Linked DNA regions of Zea mays: all the other regions are linked to region 3. The links are chromatin contacts, called in public Hi-C maps. All regions are on one chromosome and are shown on one strand. The core of a region is the stretch at or near the end of the contact, and the rest is flanking DNA. Distances in the headings are between cores, read along the strand shown. Region 1 holds the start of LOC103636036 (Protein QUIRKY). Region 2 holds the start of LOC100274000 (putative MYB-domain histone H1 family protein). Region 3 holds the start of LOC100273691 (putative ACR family protein).

Region 1 (4,362 bases), core at 224-2,723, 170 kb before region 3:
GTTGGGTGGTGGCGCCGCCGATACGCTAGTTGGCAACTTCTTCCCAGCTCCCCCTGCCCTTTTCTGTTTTATATCGCGTTCCTAAACACAGGCCGACAGTTAACAGAGCATTCCATGTATACATGCTCTGTTCTGTGCGCGGCTGCGCCCAGACCCAGAACCAGCAGCGCAGTGTACATTACTCTATATTCTTGCTCTATATCACAATTCATAATTTAGTCATCAAAATTTCTTACTCTATATTACAATCATTCGTACATATATCCCTCCATATTCCCTTTATATCAACTAATACACATTCTAACCTAACTATTTTTTCTCTCTATATAACACAGGGCTTTTGCTGCAGCCGATATGGATACATGAAGATTTTGTGTGCGCTGTACATAGTGCTTTACTTTAGCTAGATAGGGGTGAAAATGGATCACGATTCAAATGCTTCTTCACAAAATGGTATGACCCTAAATAAATTTTAGTTCAAAAATGAATAGAAATAGAGTTCGATTCTAATTCGATCCGATCCTTAAATCTTATAGTGTAAAATTTAGAGTCTATTGTCACCTCTAGCTACATAGCTATACAGGAAAATGTAGCGTGCAGCGGTGCAAGTTTTTTTACGCTACCATTCATTGTATCAGTTTACCGTGAGTTTTCACGCACTGTAGTGCAGATGGTCTAAGACTGTCCGCACCTCATGTCCCTAGCCTCTATAGGGGATACAATATTACCTTACTCCTGCATCGCCTCCTCTTCCTCGCCCCCTTAGTGACGTTCCCTTCTCTCTCACACCAGGCGAGGAGGAGCCCTATTCATCCCTAGTCGGTGGCTTCTCGCGAACGGAAACGCCCGCGCGCACGCGGAGAAACATCCTGCTCCCTTCCATTGGCGTTGAAGTCGAGCAACGACTTCAGGAGACCGAAGGCAAGGCGACAGCACGGTTGGTGAAAGAAGGCGGAGTCGGATCCGGTGGACGACGCCGGCGCGGAGGAGCAACAAGAGAAGGCGGCTGTGGTGTTTCGGTGGGGGGCAGAAGTGGTGGATTGTGACCTACAACCGCGACAACCATCGCCGCCATCGTAGTTCGTCGTCGTCGTTGTCGTCTTACCCCCTCTAGAAGTCGTGGCCGGGGGCGAGATCTACTTCTCCTCCCCCAATCTTGGTTTCAACGACCACCGATCCAGATTCCCTGAGGTAAGACCTATTTACGTTGCCTTTGTGTAGGTTATAAGTGGAAGGTGGACCGACTCCCCTTCCATGTCTCGGCGACAGGCTTTGGTCATGCTGCAGTTTTCAAGATGTCGTTGGTCCTCCCTGTCTCTGTCCGATGACGGGCTGGATGACGTCCTAGAGGGCTATAATAAGGTGGTCACCCTTGTGGTAGCAATATATTTTTCAGGTGGTCGCTCCATGTTTCAATTAACAAAGTGATCTTATCATGAACAATAAATAATCTATTAACAATAATGATAAACAGGATCATGATTCATATATAGTATTAATCTCAAAACCAGGTAGAGCAATACCAAGACTACCCAACAATTTATTTGTATACAAGGTGTAGGGTAAACAAGGTAACCTATTAGACCCCGTCAGCTCAACCTAACAGTGCCACAATGATTAAGAATCATGAACATTATTAGGTCAAAGAAACTGATCAAGAACACAACTTATCTTTTACTTGTGATCTCAGGTACTCAGGTGCTTTCCCAATAATTGGGATTCAGATTCCTCGTCACCTCGGTTCTATGTGCAGCAATACATATATATAGACATGTAATAGGTAAAAATAACATTACACTAAAGATGAAAATAAAACACACAAATATATTCTACGCTTCGTTATGAAACCGTATGTTCGAGAACCACTAAATTCGGAGTTAGAATGGATAAATTATGGATTTTCTAAGCTTTTAGGAATTGTTTTTATGCTTAAAAATTATTATAGATTTCCCTGGGTTTTCTCGGTTTATTATTTCTTTTTTCTGAAAACAGGACGGTGGGTATGATTATCAATAAGTACAGGATGCTCGGTGCAAATATTAGGACCTAAATTTAATACTCTCTTCACTGGTGTGGACGGCAGTTGTTTTACCAACTCTCGGGGTCTCTTTAGCAAACTTGCCACACGACGTATAGTGTGTTTGGTTTGTGGAGTCACCCAATGCTCAATGAGGTGATGCATCATAAATTCATTCCATCAATTTTGATGAAATCAACTCACTCCTCATGTATATACTAATTATTAGCTTATAAGGAATGAGGTGGTGATGGATCAACCTATTCTATTCAACAAACTAAATAAAAATGTGAGGAGTGAGAAGAAAATGGATCACTTTAATCCTCAAACCAAACACACCCGTAGTGATTCCAGCTGCCCGATCAAAATCTGATCGCCCAGATTAGATCGGCTTTCACTGAACTGGTACGGAACCCTCGCCGTAGGATTGAAGATCGACGATGCAAATTTAATGAGGGACAATCCATTCCCACCCCTCCGATCTAGATCAGATGGATCTCCTAACTTCATGCCGAGCTGGTGCATGGGATCTAACCCCAGCCGCTCGCTTACAGATCGATGGTTCATGTGTTATCTTCCTTTCTCCCGACGCCAGGTGACCGCGCACCCATGCATTCACGGCCGAGTGCCGCCGGTGAGGTCACAGAGTAGCCCATCAGCACCCAAAATCTACCCCGACAAGCACAAATCTATGCCATGAGACTAGTAAAGGCGTAGGAGTAATCCTTACCATGTATCACGCTGCACCGTTCTTCGGCCATGGCGTGCGGTGGCTCCGCAGCGGAGGTGGAGTGACGACGAGAAATTGGTAGCGCTCCGGTGGATTAATTTGCCCGGGAAGGCCTTGGCTAGCTTTGGTAGACGTACACGATCATCCAAGACTGCCCTCTAGACTTCGAGGGACCTTGTATGCGCGGGTCGTCGATGGCGGCCCAACTTACCCCTCTCACCGATCCCGGTAATGGTGGTTTCCCATCTTCTCGGTTTGCTTGTTGTGGAGGCCGGAACGTCTACGAACGTGGAGGAGCAGGTGACGAGTGTGAAGGGAAGAAGCGCGCGTGCTCGGCGTCCGAATCCGAAGTTTATTGGGCCACAGTGGGCCGTGTGATGATGGGCCTTCTGAGTTGTAAACACAGTAGTATATGAATACGCTGAATTGTGGATACGGATATCATCAATTTAGAGAATAACAATACAACCAGCTTCTTCCTCGCTACAACTACTATGCTCTTCCTTTGCGATTCTCTTCTCCTTCCTGGTTCCTTCCCAGTTCCCGTCCGTTGTTCACATCTGGTATCAGATGAGGCAATCCTGGAGGATTTATCACCCGTTCCGTGTCGCCGTCCGCGTTCCACCACTACGGCGGGCATGGAGGCGGCGATGCAGAAAGTGCTCGACGAAATGTCGCACATGAAGACGCAACTGCTGGATGCCATGGCGGGTCGTTGTGGTGAGCTCGAACACCGCTTCGACGCTGCGGAGCAGAAAACCGAGGCGCGGTTGATCTCTCTGGAGATGGATCAGGCGGAGATCACGGCTTGGAAGCCAACGATGGAGCGTCGCGTCGACAATCTGGCGCTGGAACTCCGGCGTGCCAACCTCTTCATGGAACGTGAATCCAGGGAGCACGATCCCTTCCACCCGGGTCTGCTGCATCCATCCAGGTCGGCGACAGCGCGTGCGCCTGCTGGATTTTTCACCGCCGACGGGCCCGATGGCCACCACGTAGTCCATAATCACCGGGACCGTGAGTTTGGTCGCATCCCGACCCAAACTCGTGACCCGGTCAAGGGTACGCATCCAGATTCATTTCCTCCCCGCTTTGGAATTCTAGTGGATAGTGTTCATTTTCATGAGTATGAATCGGGTCGGGAGGGTTATCGTTCGGGTCATGGCAGTTTGCCCCGCGTCAATTTTCCCCAATTTGATGGCGATAACTCTCAGTTATGGAAGTCTAGCTGTGAAAAGTATTTCGAAATGTATGAGGTCGAACCTTACATGTGGATTAAGGTCGCCACTATGCATTTCGTGGGCAGAGCGGCGTGTTGGCTTCAATCTGTTGAACGCCGCCTCCGTTACATGTTGTGGGCAGAGTTTTGTGCACAAATCCACGCACGTTTTGGTAGGGAGCAGCATGAATCACTGATTCGACAGCTATTTCATATTCGTCAGACTGGGACAGTAGCGGAATATGTCAAGAGATTTTCCACTTTGATTGATCTGTTGGCAGCTTATGAGTCAAATACTGATCCCTTATACTATACCATGCGTTTTGTTGATGGCTTACGTGATGATATAAAAGCTGTAATTATGGTGCATCGTCCTTCTACTTTGGATACTGCTTG
Region 2 (4,113 bases), core at 1,577-4,076, 210 kb after region 3:
TTTTCCTGGTAACTTGTGAAATACATAAAAAATAGTAGAAAAATGATTAAAACATGGACCAATTTTACTAGACTCCAAGAAATATGTAGTATTTAATAAAAATACTTCTAAGATTTTTAATTCAAATTATAAAATGTATAGCGTAAGGTACTTGAGCATAGCTTCTTAGAATTTTAGAAATATTTTAATAATCCCAAAAATCCTAAAACTTTTTGGGTAGACTTAAAATGTTTGTTTTGAACCTTGAGTAAAGTTTGAACTTATTTGAACACTGTTTGACTAGGAAACCAATAATAAGCCCAAAGAATTAAACCCTTTAATACCTAGGGAGTCTAGGAGTAGTTTTGTAAGTAGAACATGAAAATCATCACTTTGCTATAATTTGGTAGCCCAAGAAGATTAGTTGAACTAATCCTAAAATATTATCTAGCTAAAAGTCTTGGTAGTTAATAGGCTTCATGAAGGAAAATTGTATTCAAGACACAACTTACTATCTTCTTGTTATAAATTTGCATATCCATGACACAACATATCGTAGGATGTGAATAAGGCCAACATATCATCATATGAGGGGTTTGGTCCCACATGGATCACGATCTATCATATTATTTTGTCAGCCTCGGGAGGCAGGGCCGACCTGTGCCTCTCGCGCATGGAGAGGCTGAGTCCACGCAGAGCCTCCGAGACCGCGTCGGGGCTCTCGAGCGGAGGAGGCCAGGTAGGCCCACCCTGACCGCATCGCCCTCCCGGTTGATGATGAAATCGAGCTTCCCGAAGCGGATGCCACTCTAGGGTGTAGTCAACGCGGGGACCGCCACTGGCCCTCATGGTCGCGCCAAGGTTCCTCGGCGGTGGAGGCTCTCGAAATGAATCACGGCTTCGGGGATGCGATTGGTGTCACGCCTGGCCATCCAGAGCTTGAAGAGCTTTGGCACGGAAAGCGCAAGTCCCCTACCTGGCGTGCCAACTGTCGGTCTTTCAAACCTCGCTCCGAAAAGTAAATTTATTGTGCGCATTCCATGCTCTGGACGGTTTGCGAGGTGTGCACAAGATTTATACTAGTTTGGGCAGCACCTCCCTACATATAGTCATCGGCGGCTTGCGCTATCGACACCATTGATGATCAAAGCTCGTAGTATGGGTTACAAGCAAGGCGAGAGAGGGAGGAGAGGCTCCCAAGTCTCTTGTTCGGGGTGGAGGTGGTTACAAGGTGGAGTCCTAGCTAGGTCTTGGCTTGGCAGCAGGGCTTCGATCTCCAGGTCCTCCTCTAATTCGTCGGTCTTCTGGGCGTCGTCTTCTCTAGGGTCCGTCCTTGCATCGTCCACCCGAGAGAAAGAACCCTCAAGTGCTCTCTCTAGAAGGGTGTCCTCCATGCGCTCCTCTAGAACAGGGTCCCCCTTTGCGCTTGGGGGCCGACCTCCTCCCTTTATAAGCTAAGGAGCGGGGGGTCGGCCCGTGGTGGATTCCTTTGGAAGGATCCACCGGGTGATGGTAAAACCAGGGTTCTTACCATGGGGTAAAGCCACACATGCTTGCAATCGCTTGGCTATCCTGTATTCTTTATTACGAACGTCGCTGGTGGCATGGGCCTGAGCGCTATCATTTGGGCTATGCCGACCCTCGACCTTCGTAGCCTGGGGCTCGGCGCGGCTCATCGTGTTGCGCCCTGCCAGCGGCCTGCGCACTTAGGCCTAGTCCCGATAGGTCATTAGTGCACCGTCGTCCAGGGACGTGCGGGCCATAAATGCACCACAGTCCGAGGGCTTGTAGATCATGAGTGCTCTGCACCCCGAGGGTTTGTAGGCCATGAGTGGTAGGTAGGGTCCGAGGGGCTTGTAGTTAATGTGACCGATCATTTATGATGGGTTGGTCTAGGGCCAGGCGCAGGATCCACTCGAGTGGTTTCCCTTCGACGCGACCGCCCCCCTGTCCGGTTCCGCCAAACCCGACCTCGGGCTCGATGCCACAAGGTTCGTTTGGGGGCGGATTCTTCCAGAGTAGACGTTATTTGTCTCTTTCGACTGACCAGTGGGCCCCTGTTGCCAGAGGCCCTTTCCCAGTGTGCTCGCTGGCCGATGGGCCCCAGGATCTGGGGATCATATCCCCGACAGAGCGCTGCGATGTTTAAGGTGTACAGTTGCGGCTATCGTAGGGGAGGGGTCACCCGTGGATAGTCTATGGCGGCACAACCACACTCAGCGGCCAACCTAGGGATGGCAACATGGAATTCCTCGTTGGGGAATAACTTCCATACCTGTCCTGGTGTTGAATTTTTTTCCACGGGGATCCCCACGAATGCTTGCGGGGTACATTTCTTCCCCTGCAGGGATAAATCGCCGACGAGGATCTCGTCCCTACTTAAACTACAATTAGGACGTACATCCTTTATTATTAATGCAAAACATTGTCATTTATGCGCATTGTTATATGTACATCAATATGAACACATTTATACAATAAGTAATCTAACAAAATAATTATTTATTTTTATTATTATACGGAATATCGTCATGTGCAAATTTAACAAATTCCCGTTTGGAAGAAGATAGACATCGCTTCACCATTTCCCGTCCCATTTATGTGCTATGTGAGAAAATATTTTTTCCTGTAAAATGGAGAATCGGGATAGAATCCCATTGCCTGGTTGCCATCTCTAGGGCAACCCTCTTTGATTTTATTTATTTTTATGTTGATTTTATTTATTTTTATGTTTGATGACGACGACGAAGAATCAAAGAGGGCTTCCTTCGAACGCCACCCCCGGGCCTGTGGCAATTAATCCCCTCGCCTTCGTAACCGCCAGTCCTCCGCCACCTCTCCACCCAACAACAAAACAAGCCTAATGGGTAATGGCTTCCTCAGTTCCTCTCCATCTCACGCCACTGCGCTGCCCTAGAACCTTCGCCGCCGCCCCTCTTTAGGATTACCGTGTCCTCGATCGCCCCCTGGCACGCCCGCCCCGATCGCCCCCTGGCACGCCCGCCCCGGATCCTGCACCGGAATTCCGTGTGGAATTCCGGACCCGATCGAAATCGAACCGCCTCCCTGCGTGCTCCCCTGATCAAGAAATTCTCACGCCGCGCGAACGCACGCCTGAGGCGGTTGGATCCTCTGGTGGGGTTCCTTGGTCTCGATTTGCTGTGGATGGGGGCGCCGAAGCAGCGCTGGACGCCGGAGGAAGAGGCCGCTCTCAAGGCCGGCGTCGCCAAGCACGGGCCCGGCAAGTGGCGCACCATCCTCCGGGACTCGGACTTCAGCGCGCTCCTGCGCCTCCGCTCCAATGTTGACCTCAAGGTGACGCTCGGATCGCCAGGGAGGGTGGGCGGTGGGTTTTTGGCGATCAGCTGAGGGGAGTATGGAGGAAATCTCCAGTCCTTTTAGTCGGTTAGACTGAATGAAAGAAAATCGCGGTTTTGCACGCTCCGTACATCCTGACGTGTTCCTTATTTGGTTCTAGATCGGTATTTTAGGTGGTCGGTACTCGGTAGTAGGTATTGCATAGAGTTTTGAGGTGGCTCGAGAGTAATCTGGTATATCAGAAACTTCTAGCCGTAGCATCATGATGCCCAAAAAGCTTCCACACCCCTTTGTTTTATTCCATGTAGATTTTTTCACCTGCTAGGTATTGATGGTTCCTTGAGAGAGAGGTCACTTCCATGTGTTGATCTTGTTCACCATAACTATGATTTGTTTAGTTGGGCATAATATGTTTTTAGTTTCCAAGTTCATTTTGAATGCCTGTATCGATGAGTACAAATGAATCTTCGGTATGGTCTATTTGTGCAGGACAAGTGGCGCAACTTGAGTGTCACCGCAGGAGGTTATGGGTCTAGAGAGAAGGCAAGGATGGCGTTGAAGAAAGGTAGACGTGTGGTGCCTAAGCTTACTGCTGAGCCAATGGATGTAGATGTGAAGGATATGGACGATGCTCATGACACAGCCATTGATGTGGAACCGTTAGCAATGGCTTTCGAGTCCTTGCCAACTGAGGAAAGTCCAGATAAGTCAGTTGCTAGGTCAGTAGACTCGGTGCAAATATTTTATCAAAACTACTTATTGTCTTTATGAGTAACCTACCTTTTCAGTTCGTCATCTTCCTTTTTGGTGAAATGT
Region 3 (4,563 bases), core at 607-3,106:
CAAGTTACCATTATTACATCCTAAAATACATGTCTTACTTTTCCAAAAATCACGAATACCCAATGGAAGCCGACGGTGACCTAGTATCGACCATCAATAAGATAGTTGATCTGCTTGGCCAAGACAAAGTTCAAGAGACATACAAAGATTGTAGCCCACAATTTGAACTGGGGTTTCTCTACTAAACTTTTTGATCAAAACTAGTTGAACCGGTCCCAGGACAGTTCAACCGATCACTAGGTCTTCTACCCAGTCTGACCTGGCAGACTGTCTGTCAGCTGACACCAGGGTGGTTGTGGGCCGGTTCAATCGGCGTTAGGTCAATTTGACCAGTCTGTCCAGCAGTCTGCCAATCAGACTGGCTGACAGACTAACAGTTAGCCAGAGTGGTTGAACCGGTCCTCCACAAAAAAATTGAGCCCAACAGCTCTTTTTGAGGAGTGTCTATAAATACCCCTCACATCTCTCTCCTCATAACTATTGGTCGCCTACACACTTATTGCTCACCTAACTTGAAACAAATGCACTCCCTCTCTACCTCTCACACCCGATCTAGCTCTCAAATCAAATCGATTGAAGGAGCCCCTTTGGTGTAAGGTTTGTGCTTGTGCTTTCGGATTTGGTTTTCCTCTCCCCTCTCATTCTCATCCCTTGAGATTGTTGCAAACACCTCTTGTGCGATATTGTTGTTCTTGAAACCCTAGGATTTCTAGACGGATTGAGGTTGCTTGGGAGTCTCCAAATTTGTGGACGACCCCAATAAGTTTGTATTCACCACTCTTGTGAGGAAGTTTGAGAAAAGAATCCCTTGACCTCGGTGGTCGGGTTGTGGAGGATTAGGGTTGAAAAAGATTCGACCTTTTGTGGCTCCTCAACGGGAGTAGGGCAACTTTGTGGTGTGGCCGAACCTCGGGATAAAATATTGTGTCTTGTGTTCTTGCTTGATATGTGATTGTGATTTTAATTTGGTAAGATAGACATGTAGGTTTATTCGCCGTGTGGATCTTGTGGTGAATTAACTCCCGTATTTCTCATCATCCACACTTAGTTTATCCCTTGTGTTTTCCATTATAAGAGATCCATATTATATTTCCGCGTAATTCATAGTCTAGATTTATTCTACCAGTTGGAATGGTTCCGAGTAGTTCAATTTGTCTTTATAGCAGTTGAACTGACCTGCACCAGTTGAACTGTAGATTTAGCATTATCTCGAAGTTTGTTATGATAATTTTCAGGTTTAGTCTATTCACCCCTCTAGTCTACTTTAAATTATATATGGAGAACGTATATTTTCTATTTTACACACTTTTATTGTTTAATGACTATTTAATAAGCATAGCCTAGGTAAATAACAGTAATGCATGATACAATGCATGATTTTTTTCATGCAACTCAAGAATGCAATGATTAGCTTACCATAAAACTTTGATCACAATTTGATCATAAAACATACCGTTATAAATTAATTAAAAAATATAGATCTATAACTACAACATTAGTTTTGTACTAAATCATAGTATCACACTACATAATATGTTCAATGTGTGAATATTCTCAAGTGAAGTTTTAAAAAATTAGTTTTTTTATTTTATCATTTTATATAATTTAGTATAACTTTTAAATATTATGTCAAAACAAATATAAAAGAAAAAAGAAAAAGCATCGCGGGAAACAGTTATGGGATCATGTTACCGGTTTTAAGAGATGAGTAAAAAAGCTGCATCCAATTTTATAATGAAGAAAAAAGATTGATTTTTATAATAGTTAAGAGAGGCAAGATGTATATTTTCCTTTTTACTGCATCTGTGAATTTGTAAACCCTCTCGATATGCAAATTCTCCCTGAGCCAGACCAATTCGACCGTGAACTGGCCCGAGTGAAGTCCACGCATCCGTCTCTTCCCGCTCCGGCCCATTGCCCATTCCGTTCACAAATTCACTTCTCTCTCTCTCCGTCGAGATGCTTCGTGGCTCCGCCGCCCTCCTCCGCCGCCTCGCCCCTCGTATCTCGGGCGGTGGCTGCGGAAACACGACTCACCGGCGCCTTCTTCCTCCCATCGCCCCCTTCCTCCGCGCCCGCTTCTTGTCTGCCCCGACTACCTCTTCACCGCCTTCTTCGTCTTCAGCTGCCTGCCACGAGGAGGATGCGGAGGACAGAGACCTCCCCGAGATCTCCAATGGTGATGCAGGTGCCCGGCTCAGCATCTCCGTCGACCGCTCCGGGCTCTACAACCCCACAGGTCCGCTCCGTCCGCCTCTTCTCTTTCACGAGCACTGGTGTCTGGGTTTCGGGTTTCTGATTATCTGATAATAGGTGTTGTTGTGTCAAAATGCGGCAGAGCACTCGCACGAGCCGTCGTCGGAATCCGAGCTCGTCAAGCACATCAAGAGCATCATAAAGGTGCCAGCTTCTGTTTCTATGTTAATCACTGTTGCTCGCGTTGGGGAAATGTTAATTGTCCATTTCGATGTGATTGTGGTGGCGTTAGTTTCGGAGTGGGCCAATCAGCATAGCTGAATACATGGAGGAGGTGCTGACGAACCCACAGTCAGGATTCTACATCAACCGTGACGTGTTTGGGGAATCAGGGGATTTCATCACCTCGCCAGAGGTCAGCCAGATGTTTGGAGAGGTAAAACTGGTGCTCACTAATCAATTGCTTTGTCAACACTAGTGTGAAGAACATTGCACTGTGCTGTATTTAGTTATTTAATCACGATCCAGTAATGAACTCTAGGTTTCAAGTATAGCGTTGCAGCCATAAGATGTGCTCTCTTTTTTTCAAACTAACAAGGCATTAATGAGATTCATGAACCGATTGTGCTGCTATTGAATTTATTTGGCACAGATGATTGGTGTATGGGCAATGTGCCTCTGGGAGCAAATGGGAAAGCCAGCGAAGGTGAATCTGATTGAGCTTGGCCCAGGACGAGGAACACTCTTGGCTGATTTACTTAGGGTGTGTTTTATTGCTAGCGTCTGTTATGTATTTAAGTTACACTGTGTTGTTCTTACTTCTTAGTGGATGTCTTATTTGAACAGGGATCGGCCAAGTTTGCTAACTTCACCAAGGCACTGAGCATTAACTTAGTTGAGTGCAGCCCTACATTGCAAAAAATCCAGTATAATACTCTGAAATGTGAAGATGAACATGTTGGTGATGGCAAGAGAACAGTTAGCAAGATTTGTGGAGCCCCTGTTTGTTGGCATGCCTCCCTCGAACAGGTTCCCTCAGGATGTATGAGGCTCTTTTCATTTCTAAGTTCTAACTGGTTCTTTCACCTTCAACCTTTTGGTTTTGAATTAATGATCTCTACAGAAGTTGATATTATCAGAAACACTTGTGTAATTGACTTTTACACCACCATTCATCTTAATGTATATTGGGCAAAAATTTCGAGACAATTTTCCTAATGAGATTAGTGACACTTTTAGGGTCTTTAATCAGAGTCAGTCAATTCCCTAGCTATAGTTAATATGAAAAATCCTAGGTATTCAAACATGCTCGGACACTCACACCTATTTTATTGGCTTATGGAATCTCTGAATCTGCCATCATGTATGAAAAGGAGCAGCAGTATTGGTTTATAAAACTGCGGTTTACTTTTCTAAGGAGGACCAACAATAACAGCTATTTGCCTCAACTTACTGTTAACAAATCCAGTAATGATGGGAGTAATCTTAACCCACTCCTGTAGTTGTAGGTAAAGGTAAAATTGAGATTACACAAGTGTTGGTACACCTTGTCACTGGTCTAAAGCATCCACCTTACCATTGCTGATCGGCTAGTTTATGTTTCTAATATTTGTAACCATCTTATTATATGCAGCACCAACCATAATCATTGCACATGAATTCTATGATGCCTTACCAATCCATCAGTTTCAGGTTTGTTCCCATGATTAAGTTCTTATTGTGGTTATCCATCACCAACTGAGTTTATAGCCATTGCACTGAATAATCTCCCTCTCCTTCTCTCTCCCCCTCCCTCCCTCCCTGTACAGAAAGCATCACGTGGATGGTGCGAAAAGATGGTGGATATTGCAGAAGATTCTTTGTAAGCTTTACAGGCTATGTTTATGTAATTGTAACCGTAAGGAAACGTGTAATGCTTACTTTGCAGCAGGTTTCGGTTTGTTTTGTCTCCCCATCCCACAGCCTCTTTAATCTACCTCGCCAAGCGTTGTGGTTGGGCTAGCTCCGAGGAGCTTGAGAAGATTGAGCACATTGAAGTCTGCCCCAAAGCAATGGAGCTTACCGAACAAATTGCAGATAGAATTAGTTCGGACGGCGGAGGCGCTCTTATTATTGACTATGGAAAAAATGGAATAGTGTCCGATAGTCTCCAGGTTTGGATTTTAAATCAGTTCATTCATTGTGCCAAAAGTAAATTCAAAATGTTGCCTGTTTGGTACTACTGCAACATATATTCTTGAAGCTGGAAGCTAGTCTTTGTTGATTTCGTAGGCACATGCTCTATACAATCAGACAAAAAAAAAAGATATGTTGCTGTTGTTCTGAATATTTTAGAATACTTACTATGCGTACATGGAAAGAGTAGAT

Evidence for each region. A called contact is a pair of places that touch in the nucleus more often than the background predicts.
Region 1: a contact with region 3 is called in a Hi-C map of leaf, with 4 times the contacts expected there. The contact joins the promoter of LOC103636036 here to the promoter of LOC100273691 in region 3.
Region 2: a contact with region 3 is called in a Hi-C map of leaf, with 7 times the contacts expected there. The contact joins the promoter of LOC100274000 here to the promoter of LOC100273691 in region 3. A contact is called at or near these places in 11 of 25 Hi-C or Micro-C datasets (bundle sheath, ear, endosperm and 5 more) and 1 of 3 datasets of contacts at active chromatin or transcription factors (seedling).

The regions. Positions count from the first base shown.
Region 1 is chr8:143,755,717-143,760,078 of Zm-B73-REFERENCE-NAM-5.0, forward strand. It overlaps LOC103636036 (Protein QUIRKY), which reads right to left and starts at 1,474. Exons shown (of 1, transcript XM_008658396.4): 1 at 1-1,474.
Region 2 is chr8:144,133,543-144,137,655 of Zm-B73-REFERENCE-NAM-5.0, forward strand. It overlaps LOC100274000 (putative MYB-domain histone H1 family protein), which reads left to right and starts at 2,827. Exons shown (of 6, transcript NM_001148386.1): 1 at 2,827-3,294; 2 at 3,787-4,016. The coding sequence starts at 3,145.
Region 3 is chr8:143,926,947-143,931,509 of Zm-B73-REFERENCE-NAM-5.0, forward strand. It overlaps LOC100273691 (putative ACR family protein), which reads left to right and starts at 1,857. Exons shown (of 10, transcript NM_001148103.1): 1 at 1,857-2,239; 2 at 2,339-2,400; 3 at 2,489-2,632; 4 at 2,849-2,959; 5 at 3,043-3,238; 6 at 3,830-3,888; 7 at 4,005-4,057; 8 at 4,127-4,349. The coding sequence starts at 1,960.